Linked DNA regions of Xenopus laevis: region 2 is linked to region 1. A link is a contact called in public Hi-C data. All regions are on one chromosome and are shown on one strand. The core of a region is the stretch at or near the end of the contact, and the rest is flanking DNA. Distances in the headings are between cores, read along the strand shown. Region 1 holds the start of metrnl.S (meteorin-like protein). Region 2 has its middle 28 kb from the start of trim16.S.

What was found. Hi-C and Micro-C count contacts between places; a contact is called where the count stands out from the background.
Region 2: a Hi-C map of the XTC cell line shows a contact between it and region 1, with 4 times the contacts expected there. The contact joins the enhancer-like site here to the promoter of metrnl.S in region 1. A contact is called at or near these places in 2 of 4 Hi-C or Micro-C datasets (the XL177 cell line and the XTC cell line).

What each region holds. Positions count from the first base shown.
Region 1 is chr9_10S:43,837,123-43,844,950 of Xenopus_laevis_v10.1, reverse strand. It overlaps metrnl.S (meteorin-like protein), which reads right to left and starts at 4,655. Exons shown (of 4, transcript XM_018238568.2): 1 at 4,167-4,655; 2 at 1,200-1,588. The coding sequence starts at 4,264.
Region 2 is chr9_10S:43,890,861-43,898,688 of Xenopus_laevis_v10.1, reverse strand. No RefSeq gene overlaps it. Among protein-coding and RNA genes, the nearest start is that of trim16.S, 28 kb to the left of the region's middle. Within about 2 kb of position 3,083, at least 1 of the 7 cell types and tissues checked has an H3K27ac peak or open chromatin away from gene starts, as enhancers often do.

The DNA of each region.
Region 1 (7,828 bases), core at 3,406-5,905:
CAGTGACAATTTGTCAGCACTCCCGGAACTGTCAGCTTGCTCAAAGCGCCAATCGGTTTGCGAGAAGATTTTAGTCAAAGTTTTCAGAAAGACAAGCAGTGCTGGGAGGGTGGTGCGAATTAATATGCAGCGGGTAATGCCGCCTGGCACATCAATCAGTTTGTCAGGGTGAAAAAAAAAAAGGTTTAATCCAAAATCCATTGATTAGGGTGCAGGGAACCAAGAAAATCTGCTAACCTCTCTTACAGGAATAATTATACCCCTCCCAGCCATTAGCAACTGTGTTCTGTGTTGCATTACAATAGGACTTCCTGCTGTATGCAGCATATAATTGCTTCCCCCATGGAACACCGAATAGCAAATACCTTCAGATCTGAATATTTATACTCTGTGTGTATGGGAATGTATAGCAATCTCCTCTTTAAATACATCAGGCAGGGTGGCAATTAGTACAATTTGGACCTGGGGGGGACTGACCCATAAACACATCACTGTTATTATTTAACTTTGGGCCTAGGAGAGACTGACTCATAAACACATAACTGCCATTAGGCCCAGGTGGATGAAGGTGTGTTTAGGCAAAGTTAATGGCACATATATAACAGCGGGTGTGTGTAGGTAAGTGAGTGGCTATCCAGTAGGTGCACACCCAATTATTAAGACATTTATATCTATAAATATCAATTACCTTGCTGATCTCTGTGAGACTGACTGCACATAATCTCTGGGTTTTCCATACAGCAGTACCAGCCCTTCTCCCACTATTACAGTTGCAGAACACGGGCTGATTTGAACCTGCTCGTTACTTGCAATTATATGATTATTATGCAGCCAATCACTAACTGGCTTTACAGTCCAGCTTTCATGACGGCACCAGGACCGGCTGCTTTTGGATCCTGCTTGTGGGATTTGCACATACTAATGTTTTAATGGTGAGCATAGGATTTGAGCAGTAATCTGTCATGAACTCTCCTGTAGCAAACATTTCAGAATTATAGCTTTTAAATGATGTTTTCTCCACATATGCACCCTAATTAACCAAACTGATTTCTAAGCTAAATATTTAACCAACATTATTCCAATGGAAGCATTAGCTGTAGGTTTTGGTATTTTGCACCACCTAGTGGTCACCAATAATATTGCAACATACAAAGCCATTGGCGAGGTCCAGCTATGAATTCCGGGGATTAATTCCTTACCAGAAACTGTGTGCAAATCTGAGAGAGTCCTCTGGCTGATCAGTTCATACTGGAAACCAGTGATTTTGCGGCTAATATCTTGTGGGGGGGTGGCCTCGATATACAAACCCCCTCGATCTAGGCCAAAGCAGTAGACTTTGTGTGGATTGTTCTCTCCATCAGGCACCACAAGTTTGAGTTCTCCAGTTTTTTCGGAATAAATATTAGCTCCCTTGGAGTCTTTAAAAGGTTTGATGCAAACTGTTAAGTGTTTGTAGGCAGACGTTAAGGTGTTAGGCCTCAGGTTAATAACCATGGCACCCGTTGGGTAGAGCCATTCAACAGAACCTTCGGAGCAGCGGAGGTAGACTTGCTCGACGTCTTTCGAGTGGCCCTCGTGGGTCAGGCCGCTATTAGGAGACAGAAAGAAGAAATTAATACCATGGCCTAAGGCACAGCCTGAACAGGTCCGGACTGGCAATCTGTGGGTTCTGGCAAATGCCAGAGGGGCTGCTATAAGGTGCCATAGAAAGCCACTATTTAGTGGGCTGGTGTGGGCTGTTTGGGCCTCTTTGTGAGCTGATAGGGCCTCTGTCTACCTGAAATGCCAGGGCCTATTTTAATTCTCAGTTGGGACCTGAGCCTGAATGCCAATTATGTTTAGATTGAGGGGGCAATGCCTATATTATCTTCTAGATACCCATTAAAGCCCAGCTAGAAGGTTAGTTAGGGTGAGATCGGGGGGGTATTTACTAGAAGTACATATCTGATAAGCTCCAACAAAGGTAAAAGTGCAGTTTATAGATGTTATCTCAATAAAGAATTTTTGGTTGGGTTGGAGCCGGTTTATAAGGATTAAATATAAATGAAAAACCCTGAGTACATTTACCAAGTCATTTATGATGAGTGGGGTAGTAAATGTCCCAACAGGACAGTGGGGGCTATAGACATGGTAAATACTGAAACCCAGCAGACAATGGATATGCTAAAGAGGAGATGGTGGAGATACTAGTATCACTGAGTGGGCTGTAAGTGAAACTCCCAACCCCCCAATGTAAGGTAGCCCTTGCAATAAAGGCTGAAAGGTGTTTTACCATTAGCTGCTCTTTCCCTCCAAAACTGCACCCAACCCACCCCCTTTAAACAAAGTTATAGGAATAGTATCTGTTACATGTATAATTTATTATATTCCCAGCCAGACAGCTACCCTATGCTATATAGATGGCTACATATTACCTCTTCCCCTTATACTGAGTAAAAGTTGAATCCTCCAGAGATGCAGTACCTTCCCTACAGTGCACCAAACTGATCATTCAAGTTGTATCCTGGCACCAGGATTCACCATCCTATATTAGTCGATTTTCCTTGGGCAGATTTCAGTTTACTTTTACTCCCAGCACACAAACTAATAAATAAAAGTCACTGAACCAGGGAAAGGCAAGAACATTACTGAATGCTTCAGTGCCCCCAGCACCCCCCTGTGCATTGTGCCTGAAGGACTTTTAACCCTTTCTCTAAATAACATTTATATATATATATTAAAAATAACCCAAGCCCCTGATACAGGACGAAACTCTACATCAATGTCAATAAAAAAAAGAGTTGGTCTTCTATTAACTGCCCACTAAATAAAACTGCCAGCACCTCTATACAATATTAATCAACCTTTGCACCCATGCAACTGAACCCTAAAGCTGACCATAGACGCAAAGATCTGATTGTACGAATCGAGGATTCGTACGATTTTCGGACCGTGTGTGGAGAGTCCCGACATTTTTCGTCCGGCAGAGATCGGTCGTTTGGTCGAACAAACATGTTAAAAGATTTCTGTTGGCTGCCGATAATATCTCTGCATGTATTGCCGATCGTATGATTTTCAGAGGGAGACTGGCGACAGCTTTGGTCGGACTTAACTTTCGTACGATTGCTGTCAGGGGCAGAACATCGTCTGATCTGTTCTTTTCTACTTTATTTGATCGCAATGGTTAGTGGCAGGTCAGGAAATGGGGAAGTCTGATCGTACGTTGATCTTACAATCAGATCTTTGCGTCTGTCATGCCTGTTGGATATGGGAGCGTTGGGCTCTGGCCTGGGACGTCCCATTGTGCACAAACATCTGATGATCAGCTGGCTTTTACAATCGGCTCTAAAGGCTGACTAAACATTAGGCTCAGAATAACCCTTTCATTTAATCAGCTGCAGGTTATAAACACAGCAAACATACAAGCAGCCAGTTTAACGCCTGGGTGGCCAATTTCTCACTGGACATTCAGATTGGCACTTTAACAGGGAAAACCAAGTTGTGGACATATACATTGTATAATAAAGGGTTTCCTGTAGTTCCATAATGTCTAAATCTCAGAACCCTCCCTGGTACTACTATACTGGTAATACTTTACTTCTAGTGCCTAATCCCATTTCCCACCCTGTGGAACAGTGTCAGAATAAAATATATACCCATGAATTGACAACTTTTGCTCCCTGGCTGGCATTGGGGCATAGCAAACATCTCAGCACCCAAAATCTTCAGCACACACTCCACGTAAACCACATTCCATAGGAACGGAGCACGGTCTCTGGCCACGGTGTAAAGGAATTTAGCGTTACACATACAAGTTTGTTTGTGCCTCACAACAGTGTCAAACTGCTACTAACACCTGTCCTGTTACTGGTTACATTGCAACACCCAATGTGCCAGGTGCCCAGATTGATTGGGATATAATACAGTAACACCCTGAGAACCAGGTGCTCATATTAAAAAATATACAGTATATTTGAACACACAGGGAGCAAGGTGCCAAGTATATTGTAACAAAACCGGACTGGCTAATATGGAGCATTTACTGTTATCATTACTGAAAATCTTGATGCCACACACAGCATCAGAATCTTGAAAACTCCCCTTGTCCACCTTAGACATTGGCACAGCCTTTGCCTGATATGGCACAGGACCTGCATGAGGCAATACCAGGATCCCAAGGGTCTTACCTTCCTTTCCAATTGCACATGTCACTGGAGTACTGCTGTGAGGTCCCTCTGTCCATAAGAATCATCATGAAGAAGCTCAGCAGAACCCTCCTTAACATGTTGGCAAAGAAACTTGGTTAATCTCTGGGCTAAATGTGCAAATAAAATCCAAATCTCAGCAGCAGGCAGTAATCCAGGAGGGTTGGTGCAGGGCAATGCAAGGGGAGATAGACACCTCCCAGCCAGGGTTGATAAGAAATAATCCAGGGACCCCCAGCCTAGATCTCCCCATCACTTGGGAAGCTCTGAGCTCTTCCTCTGCTCCACACAGATGCTTCCTCTGTCCCTGTTAAGTGCAGACTGATAGTGCCTGCCTAACCTCCAAGTACAGAGTGCACAGGACACACCCACATGGGAGGGGCAAGGAAGTGGGCGGATCCAGAGTGCAGCCTGCAACAGTTGCTTTCTCTCTCATTCCTCTCTGCACACTGAGCTTGTTTTGGAAGGAATCTCAAAACAGCAGTACAAAGCCCACCTGAAAAGGCGGGGCAAGAAAATGGGTGTGTACAAATGCTTAAAGGGATAGCAGCCTAAGAAACTCTACTTATTCATTCATAACAAATAAAATTAATTTTTTTTTTTCCCTGTGTATCACAAAGTATTCTGTGTTGAGAAAAGCCACAAAGAGACAGAGGCACTGATGAAATGGGGCGAAGTATGGAATTACAGCCTTTCGAGGAGTTCAGCAATAGGGCCACAGGTTGTCATCGCTATAGGAAAGGCTGCAAGACAATAAATACTTGTGAATCAGATCATGACTTCAACATGAATCAAGTCTGAAGGGTGATTTTAGTTTTAGGATAATGTCAGCAGGCAGACTGGATAAGCCGGTTAGCTCTTATCTATAACACAGACGTGCTGCGACTAGAACAATGTGTGTTTAAAAACAGGGTAAACGAAGTAAGGGGGAAACGTTTCTCAATGTCTTAAATCCAGGAAAGTAACATGGCAGCTGCACATTCGTGTATACATTCAAATGGACAGAGAAAGAATGTTGTGTTTACAATTAGCTATACCTAATTGACCTTCAGGCTGGGTCCCCTTAGCTCATAACAACTTTACAGATATATATAGAAACATTGGGGTAACAGTCACCCTGCTATAGTTCCAGGGGTACCCAGGGCACAAATAAATACTCACCCCAAATCTCCCCCTAACTGGCCTTCAGACTGAGCCCCCTCAGGTCATAACAAGGTTACAGATATATAGACACATTGGGGTAACAGTCACCCTGCTATAGGTCCAGGGGTACCCAGGGCACAAATAAGCATTCACCCCAAATCTCTCCCTAACTGTCCTTCAGACTGAGCCCCTTAGCTCATAACAAGGTTACAGATATATAGAAACATTGGGGTAACAGTCACCCTGCTATTAGGGTTGCCATCTTTTCCTTTTCTGGAAAAAAATACCGGCCTTCCTATTTTTTTATCGGTTTTCCCTATAAATAACATTGGCATCAAGCTACATTTTTACCGGCCAGTCCGGTAAAATACCGGCCAGGTGGCAACCCTACCTGCTATAGTTCTAGATTTGCCCAGGACACAAATAAACACTCACCCCAAATCTCACCCTAACTGGCCTTCATGCTGTGCCCCCTTAGCTCATAACAAGGTTACAGATATATAGAAACATTGGGGTAACAGTCACCCTGCTATAGTTTCAGGGGTACCTGGGGAATAGATATATAAAACTCCATCCCCTGACATCACACCATATTGACTTATTATACACATTCCCATTCACTTTAGTGATAGTGGCGGTACTGGTGCATTTCAGTCTGTAAAAATTGCTAGATACTTTCAGTATATAAGTAAGTAATGTTTAGTTTTCTGCTGTCAAACTATTATTACCACACAGCTTCCAGCATCCCCTTTTACAAAATCAAGAGATGTTGACAAGGCAACAGTGTCAACATTGGGGGGAGGGGTGTTTCTCAATAACCAAAACACATTGAACCACAGAAAGTTGGAAATTTGCTTAAAATAATGAAGGGTGACTCTCTGTATTCCTGTAAGGAACATTTCACTCATGAATAATCACCCCATTGTACTAACACAAACCTGCCTATGTGTTTGTGAGTGGGATTATTTACAAAAAGACACCATACATGGCTAAACCTTAAAGGGGACACAATCAGTAAATTCAATTTTGGTATCTAAGCAATAATGCAGGTGGCCTTCAGCTTTGCTTTATTATTTTTTTTTTTTATTATTATTAAAGGAGAACTCAACACAAACATAACATAAGCTATTTGAAAAGTAAACGTAATTTCCAGCAACTTTGCAATATACATCACTGCAGACTTCTCATAATTTTTAATGGTTTGGAACAGTTCCCAAAGCCTAGCCCACTGCTCTCCTGCTGATCTCTCTGACTACTTTGCTAAGCTGCCTGACTACTGTTGCTTTGTATCAGCCGCCAGCTGTCCTCAGCCTGCATCCTCCAAACCCCACAATTCCCACAATCGCAGTGCAATGCATTGTGGGTTATGTAGTTTCTGCATGCTGTCTGCAAGCTGTGGAGAAGTTATTACAATTTGTAACATCAGTGTTTTGTCCATCCTTCCCTGCAAGGATTTCAAATGAGGCAGAAAGGGAAGAACTGTTAAATAGCTGGACTTCAGCATAGAAATGGCATTTATTCATACTTACTAAAAAGAAACAGGTAACTGTGATGGATATATTACGGGTTTCTGTGTTATGTGGGTCTCTTTATCAAATTTTGGTTTGGAAGCCGTAGTTCCCCTTTAATTATTGTTTATTATTAATTATTGTAGCCGTGTTATTTTAGTTTACTAGGTTCACTGGTCTTAGAAACCAGCCATTTGTTCAAGTCTCAGAAGAAAGGATGAATAAGAGAAGACCAGATCTTGTCCTATTCATGCTTTCTTTTGAGACTTGAACAAATGGCTGGTTGCTAAGGTCATTGAACCTACCTAGCAACAAGATTCATGCTCTATGTAACATGTGACTTACCTGCCAGATCTCTACCTTGTTTCACTGACCAGCAAAAAAGTACCCTTCCTTCATGCCCCTGGGCTACAGAGGTCACCCAGCTCTCAAGCCCTCTCCTCCCTGCTGCCCCACAGCCAATAAACTAATAAAAATCTTAAGACATTTGCTGGAATATAGAGATTTTCTGTTATTTGATGCTCAGTTTGAAACGGGGTCTGTGGCTGACAGAGGGGGGGGGATTAATTTCCGGCTTTGTGCAATGCCCAGTAACGCCAGTGATGGAACAGATAGAGCTTTTTTATCTCTATGAATAGTCACTTGTCAAGCTTGTTATTATTATTTTTTGGCTATTCTTTTGCACTGTTGGGCCCCAGCAGGGAGCCTTCGTATCACTTTACAGCCCGTGGAGACATGCACTGAATCAGCATATTTGCCTCTCTGGATATTAATTTGATTTCCTCTTAGTCCATGCAATATAATACTGAGGTTGCTGAATATGTCATGCATTGCACAGTTAAACTCTGTTATATACAGTTTGGGCATAGGACAGAGTTGACCCATAAACACATCACTGCTATTATCAGTATACATTGGGGCCATAAGGGCTACATTCTATGGGGAGCAGAATCCTGTCGTGTGAATAGGAGGGGAATACCCAGGAAGAGGTGA
Region 2 (7,828 bases), core at 1,834-4,333, 55 kb before region 1:
CTTTTTAATCCACACCTGCCTTTGTGAAACCGCACCTACAAAAAATCTCTCTCGCTTTGTCTTTATATCTTTCCACCCTTTCATGTGTTTCTTGTATATCTCACATGTTCCTCTACTCTCTGCTTTTCTTTTTCTCCCTTTTCCTCTGCAGATCCCCATCTTCGGGTAAAAACAGTAGGCAGAGCTCTGAGCAGGCAGGGAATGGAATATTAGGGGAGGAACTGTAGACTAGTTATGGGCCAGTTGAGCAAGACTAGACTATCAGTTTAGGGGCATATGAAGTCTGTTGCAGTAGTTTTACTAAATGATTATGGTCCTCAGGACCCTAACTTTGCACTGGACACCACTCCCCTCCATGCCATCAGCTTGCAGCCACGAACCTTGCAGTTTTGCAGGGCTCACTGGATTTCAGTGGATTCTTCTGCTCTGGTAAAGTTGCACCCAGGCCCCAATCTGTGGGTTCTGGCAAATGCTATAAGGTGCCATAGAAAGTCAGTATTTAGTGGGCTGGTGAGGGCTGACTGGGCCTCTGTGTACATGAAATTTTGATTCTCAGTCCGGACCTGGTTGCACCCTGTGGGGCATGTATCCTAGTCTGGCAGAATTATGAACCCTTAAAGGAGAACTAAACCCTAAAAATGAATATGGTTAAAAATGCCATATTTTATGTACTGAACTTATTGCACCAGCCTAAAATTTCAGCTTGTCAATAGCAGCAATGATCCAGGACTTCAAACTTGTCACAGGGGGTCACCATCTTGGAAAGTGTTTGCAGCACTCATTGGGTTCTGAGCAGCTGTTGAGAAGCTAAACTTAGGGGTCGTCACAAATTATCAAGCAGAAAATGAGGTTGGTCTAAAATATAAGCTGATGCTACAGGGCTGATTATTAAATTCTGATGCTAGTTGCACTGGTTTCTGAGCTGACATCAGCCTTATATTGTGACATTTCTATTCTATGTGTATTGTATGATGTGTGTGGGTCCCTAAGCTCAGTAAGTGACAGCAGCACAGAGCATGTGCAGTGAATCAGGAGAAAAGAAGATGGGGAGCTACTGGGGCATCTTTGGAGGCATAGATCTTTACTGCTTTGGGCTGGTACAGAAGCACTTGGGCTGGTACAGAAGCACAAAACATAATGAACAACATGTCTACCCTACTTCTTTACTTAAGCTTTAGTTGACTATGAAGATTTGCATTCATCCAGGTCATGGTATATCTAGTATAGGTAGATCGAAAAACAACTGGACTTGCTGAGTAAAGCTTTAGTTGTCCTTTAAAATCATGTGACTTTAGGTCACATGAATAAGGGGGTATTAAACGGGTTTTCTGTACAAATCTTTTCTCCCCCTCCTTTCCCTAATTTGAATTCAGTTCAGGATTTGGCTAAATCCTTACTGAAAGATTTGGGTTCAATCCATCCCTACTTCAGAAATCTTAATTTAAAATGAATAACCTCCCTGTTTTAGGCAGATATTTTAAAATCCCTAAAAGAGCCATGACATAAAATAACAGCCCTGTAGAAGAGTGTGTCTAGTGTGTATTTAGCAGAGCTGTAACTGCCTTTCCCCTCCAGTCCCTTCGGCACGTCTTTCATTTTCTCTCACTCCATCACTGTCGCTGGGGCCGGAGTTTAACAACATCTTAAAACAGACTTGTGTAAACTGTCAGAAAATATATCCCACCCTGTACCCAGAGAAACGTTCCCCTGCATCTGTTGAACTTATTGATGTCTTCCCCTTGTAAACGAAAAGCTTATACAGACTGACAGTGGAAGAATCAGCCCTTTTTGGCTAGGACAACTTTCCTTTTTTTATTTTAAGAAAATAAATCCTAATGGGCCACAAAGGTAAAAAGGCAACTGACACTCTTTTCTGTGCCCTGGAAGACAATATTGTGCCCCAGCACAGTCAGTAACCCATTTCTCAGCCTGGTACGTGGGGAGCTGAGGGACCAGTCTGTATCTCTGTTTATTTCACATTAATCCTGCTTTTGGCTGTGTTGTTGCATTAGTACACACTGTGTTATCTTGAATAAGCTGAAGAGAGTGAAGTTTATCATCACCATGAGAACTAAGATGGGGGGGCAGATCCGGGGAATGCTCCTGGTTCATAAGAATGTCCCTGTTTGTATTGTGTCACTATAGATTCCCTGCAGAAAATCACCAAATGGCCCAGATTTATATGAGAGAGCCAGACTGACAATGGAACGTAATCTTCTGTATCCCCATCCCTGGCACTTAGTCGTATTGACTCTGCTGGCTTCTCAGTTAGAGAAAGTTATGGAAATAGTCCGGCTTTTATTCTTATTTTTGGCTGCGGTTGAGCCAGGGAAAATGTCTATTAAAGGCAAAATGTTTCTGCACACTTTGCCTGGAACATTTAGCTTTTTTCCTTGGGTTGAGACTTACTTTTTTTGTAACTGGTAATTTCCTTCTGTAAATACCAATCATGCAAATGACTGGCTTCAGAAAAACCACAGGCAATTAGCTGTAGTGGCTAAGCCCACCTTTAAGCCAGAGCTGTGATTAGTTTTTATGTTGGGGAAAAATATATATACACACACACACACACACACAGAGGTATGGGATCTGTTATACGGAAACCCGTTAACCAGAAAGCTCAGATTTTGAGAAAGGCAGTCTCCCATAGGCTCCATTGTATTCAAATATACCGAATTTTTAAAAGTGATTTCCCTTTTCTCTGTGATAATAAAACAGTACCTTGTACTTGATCCAAACGGAGATATAATTAATCCTTATATGAAGCAAACCCAGCCTGTTGGGACTATTTATTTATAATTTATTTATGATTTTCTAGACTTAAGATATGATGATCTAAATTACAGAAAGATCTGTTTTCCAGAAAAACCCAGGTCCTGTGCATTCTGGATAACAGTTCCCATACCTGTAACCAATAAATGGTTATTTTTGGCACGGCTGCTCGATCAATCTGTGTAGAAAAACAGGCCATGATTTCCAATTTGGCCACCCCCAGGTCACAGGATCCTTGTGCCCCCCAGCCCTCATAAGTGCCCCCCCCAAGCGTAGGTGCTCATGCGGCAGTTCCTGACGGTGCAGTGGGGATTAAGGGTACAGGAAATTTTAAGAGTTGTGCATCACCAGTGCATAGAATGCGACTGGGCAACATGCTACCCCTAAAATCTTGCTGCCCTAGGCCCGGGCCTTGCCAAATATCTGGGCCTGTAGAAGAGCTTACAGTCTGTTCCTCATCCAGATACTGTACCTTTCATGAGGTATGTATGAAATATGGAAGGTTAATGCAGGAGTAATGAGGAGGCTGGGGAAAAGGTAAGCATGGAGGTTGGGGTAGAGATTTACATGGAACAGTTAGTCATCAGGAATACATAGAACTAGGAAGAGCTGCACATGAAATGAGGAGTTTGAAAAAAATATATACATAGAAAATGGTTTCCATGGAAGGCTTGGTCAGGAGGAATGCACATTGGATTAGTAGAGCTTATACATTAAAGATAGGAGCCGTTGGAATGGTGAACAAGAAAAGTGTAGAGAAGAGTAATTAGGAGGATGGGAAGAGGTTTACATCAAAGGTTTATTTATAAGGAATGCAATTAGAATTGGGAAGAGCTGTACATGAAAAGTATTGGGTAAGGTTGAAGAAGGGATATACACGGAACTTGCAGGGTGGAGTAATGAGGTGGCAAAAGAAGAGGTATACGTGGAGGTCTACATGATAGGTATCTGTAGGGGGGATGAGGAGGTTGAAGAGCAAAACTTGGAAGGTATAGGAAGGTTTAATGAGAAGGATTTGAAAGATTTTGGGGAAGAGGTTTACTTGGAAGGTTTGGTCAACAGACATGCACATGGGGTGGGGAAAAGCTATACATGAAAGGTATCTGCAGGAGGGATAATAAGGTTGAAGAGGAATACATGGAAAGTGTAGGGAGGCGTAACACAGAGTACATGCTGTCAGGTCCCAGAGTGTTTCATTGCACATGGACGGTGCTGCAAAGAGACCAGGAAAGACAAGACTTTTGCAGACTGCTACTCATAACCATGTGTGATTTGACTTTTTCCTTTGTTTATATATTGTATATCCCTCAGGCCTGCCATGCAGCTCCGTTCACCCCCCATCACTGAAAGAGGGGCCTTTGAAATCAGTTAATGACTGTTTAAAAGTCATTATGTGAAAGGTAAGAACAGTCAATCCACTAACCAATTGTCTGTGTGTCTGTCAGCAGCATAAAGAGAGTCTTTTTGAGTTGTTTGGAATAAGTGTCAGGCTTAGTTTAGCAGCCTGCAATGTATCACTGGCATGTGCTGCTGAGCCACAGATCATTCAATGAAATGTTCCTTACTATTTATGTAGTGGCATTTTAGTATGGATTCTATCCTACCTGTAAGGCATATAATAGGTGCCCAGGTTTGTTTATTCATACACAATGGGACTTTATTTGTATAGAAGAGAGGTCTATTTTGCCCTGTTGGATGTTCCCTATAAAGGGGCAATTTCAGATACAGTATACTGGCATAGGGTTGTGGTATTTTCTATACAGACTGATAAAATTAAATAATTCATTTTTTTTTAAATGATTTCCTTTTTCTCTCTAATAATAAAACTGTATCATGTACTTGATCTTAAATAAGGTATAATTAATCCTTATTGGATGCATAACAATTCTATTCGGTTTCATTTGTTTTTAAATGTCAGATTAGTAGACTTAGGGGCAGATGTACAAAAGGGCGAAGTGCAGTGTCGGACTGGGACACCAGGGGCCCACCAAAAAACCTTTGACTAGGGACCCACCAATTAATCTTAGACCAAGGGCCCACTCTTAGTACTATTATTCTTCCTTTCCTCACTCATCTATTTTCCTTTTCTTTACATACTATTATCTATTATTCCATCTATTTAGTCAATTTGTTCTCATAGAAATAGGGAATGACCATGAAATAGGCCAAATGTCTAGCAGCATGAGGGCCCACTTACACCTGGGCCCACCCGGAGTTTTACTGGTATCCCTGTGGGCCAGTCCGACACTGGCGAAGTGACTAACGGTGAGGAAGATTCGCCAGCGTTACCGTTTTTTTAGGGACTTTGCCGATGGGCACAGATGTCACTTCTCTAGTGAAGGAGACAGACGCTAGCAGTGATTCGCACTCTATCGCCAGACGAATTGTCACTTTGGCAAATGGACGTTACTCCGCAAATTCACTAAATTGCAGATTTTACTGAACGTTACCTCTTTCGCCAGACTTGCCTTCGCCACCTCAGTCCAGGCAAAGTGCACTGGAGTGCATAGATCTTCCTCAATCTTCTGTTACTTACATATATTTTTTTAGTGGAAAATGGACGCTGGCGTCTTTTCCTTTTTTCAGAGTGATAGCCTGCAAAAGTCCTTAAATTTTTTTTTTTTGGGTAACTGGGTTCCCCCATACATTTTCTAACATATGGAACATTAACTATACAGTGGGCTCATGTGTAGGGCATTATAACAATGCTATTGTCTTTATTAAGATTCCCTGGGCTTGTGTAATGTAATGTATTTGCTGCAACATATACGTCCATTCAACTTTAAATTTTCCGCCTCTAACGAGGTTGCGCTAGGCAGAATTGAACTCTAGCGCATCTTTGATTTGCTCGCATTGCCGAAGTAACGCTAGCGAAAATTCGCCAGCGTTCAGCGCCCTGGACGCAACTTTGCATTTTAGTAAATTGTGTAGTGAGCGAATTTTCACCTGGCAAAGTGTTGCGATGGGTGCGAAGTCGCTGCTGGCGAATTTTTGCCGCTTACTAAATTTTCCCCTTATCCTGAGCATTCTAGTCCCATGCCTGTAGTACATGCAATAACTTCCAATAGCAATTACATTTACAGATAACTTTAAAGGCAGTGGAAATGTGGAACAAATGTATACAGGAAAGCTGCTTAGAATTTCAGCTATTAGACAGATTTTTGTTTACGACTTTCCCTCCCCTTTATCTGCTGATGTGTGCAGCCAGAACTAAATATATGTTCCAGGTCAGGTCCCATGCATGGAACTGCTGAGTTTTCATCTTAAAGCCACAATTGCTACCGTGCCCTTCTCTGTATGGGAGGGGGAGCTGGATATAGAAGGGAACTATTATGAGCCCTATTTTAGGATAAATGTTTATAGAAGCTTGCCCACATCCTACGTAGCTGCTGCTTCCATCAATGCAAATGTTATAGGGGTCCCAACCTCTCCCTGCGATTATGGCAGCTCCCACAATGCAATGCAAGTACATAGCTTAGCCACAATACACAGGGACTTCATTCTCTGTGACCTAAGGGGAAATAAACAGAAAAAATATTTTATTTTTTTAAATTCTCCCATTTAAAAAGCCATGCTGAGATTTACGTGGAATAGACTGATCAATGCTGATTGTCTAGGGATGTCAGTGAATAAGCCCCACTATCTGTGCCTGTGCCAGTGATGTGTCTGCCTCAGTGGCAGATTCTGGAACGCAGGGGGTTAAACACAAGGCACAATCTGGGCCCCGTTGGGATAGCATCTTAAGTGTTCAGCCTGTTGTGTAAATTAAATGTGTTGTGACATCTGATATTCATATTCACTGCACCTGTATCTATATACAATATTGCATGGCTCTGAGCTGCATTAATCAAGCAGGACTGGAAAATATTTGCACATTGCGCAGAGATGGGAATGTATGATTTGGTGCTGGGCCCTCAGGCCTTGTGTGGTACAGAGGAATCAGGAGTTTGACACAGACTTTCCCTGTGCATTTGTGGGGGCATGGGGTGCTATATCATACACAATGTACCTGCAGAGCCAGAGATGATTAGATTTTAGGCCTAAATGTTCTGTATTGGCCTGGGTCACTGTCCTAGTATCTCTAGCCCTGGCAGCTTGTGTACTGATCACTGCTGCACGCTCATCACACCACCAGCCATCCTATCACTGCCTATATTTTTATAATGACTCATGAGCAGCATTGCATTCCAACGGCGCTGCCATTGGTAACCGCATGTCAACTCCATCTGGCACACGGTGACTTATATTTGGGCTCCTTTGTCTCCAAAATTGGTTACTGTACAGTCTCAGGAGACAGGGTGACTCATGCAGATTCAGCCCCGGCCACACAAAGATATCAAGGAGATTGAGTATTTGCAGAGCCCAGAGAAAAAGCGACAGGAGGGGAAGCTGGGATCTTAAATTATACAGAGGTTAGGTTGAAAAAAGATCCATGTATCACGTTTAAGCCTTTGTAAACATTCTGAGAGTCAATCCAGGAGGACCAGTGCCAACTCTGGTTTCAAACACCCCATTACTTCACCTTTCACTCTTCCACCTCTCTAGGTAGGGAAACATGAGTAAACTCTACTATTCTGCTGGTGAGGCTTCTTTTCCCAGCCCATTGTAGCTCGTCTCATTTTTATATTCAGCCTGTGTATTAATTCCCATTGATATGGTGCATTTCTTGAATCACTTTTTTCACCCTATCCATTCATTGGTTTAAATTGGCTTCCAATCCCCTTTTCTTCCATCACTAGTATCATTGTTAAACTACAATGCCCTTGGAGCCCACTCAATACAGACATGCCCAAACTTTTCCCCCAGCAGCCTCATGGTGCCATCCAATGCTGGAAGCTTTAAGAGAATTGCCCACGGTCTTGGCAGCCCCAAGTCAGAGCTTCTCTGCTAAAAAGCCCTTGGCCGTACAAAGGACCATGACATCAGCCCGTTGCAGGATATCCATGGCAACGGCCCTCGTATCAGCAGGGCTGCAACATGCATTTAAATAAGTAAACAAAGTTTTTGTGATGTTTCATTTGGAAATGTTTAGAACAATTCAACATAAAGAAAAAGA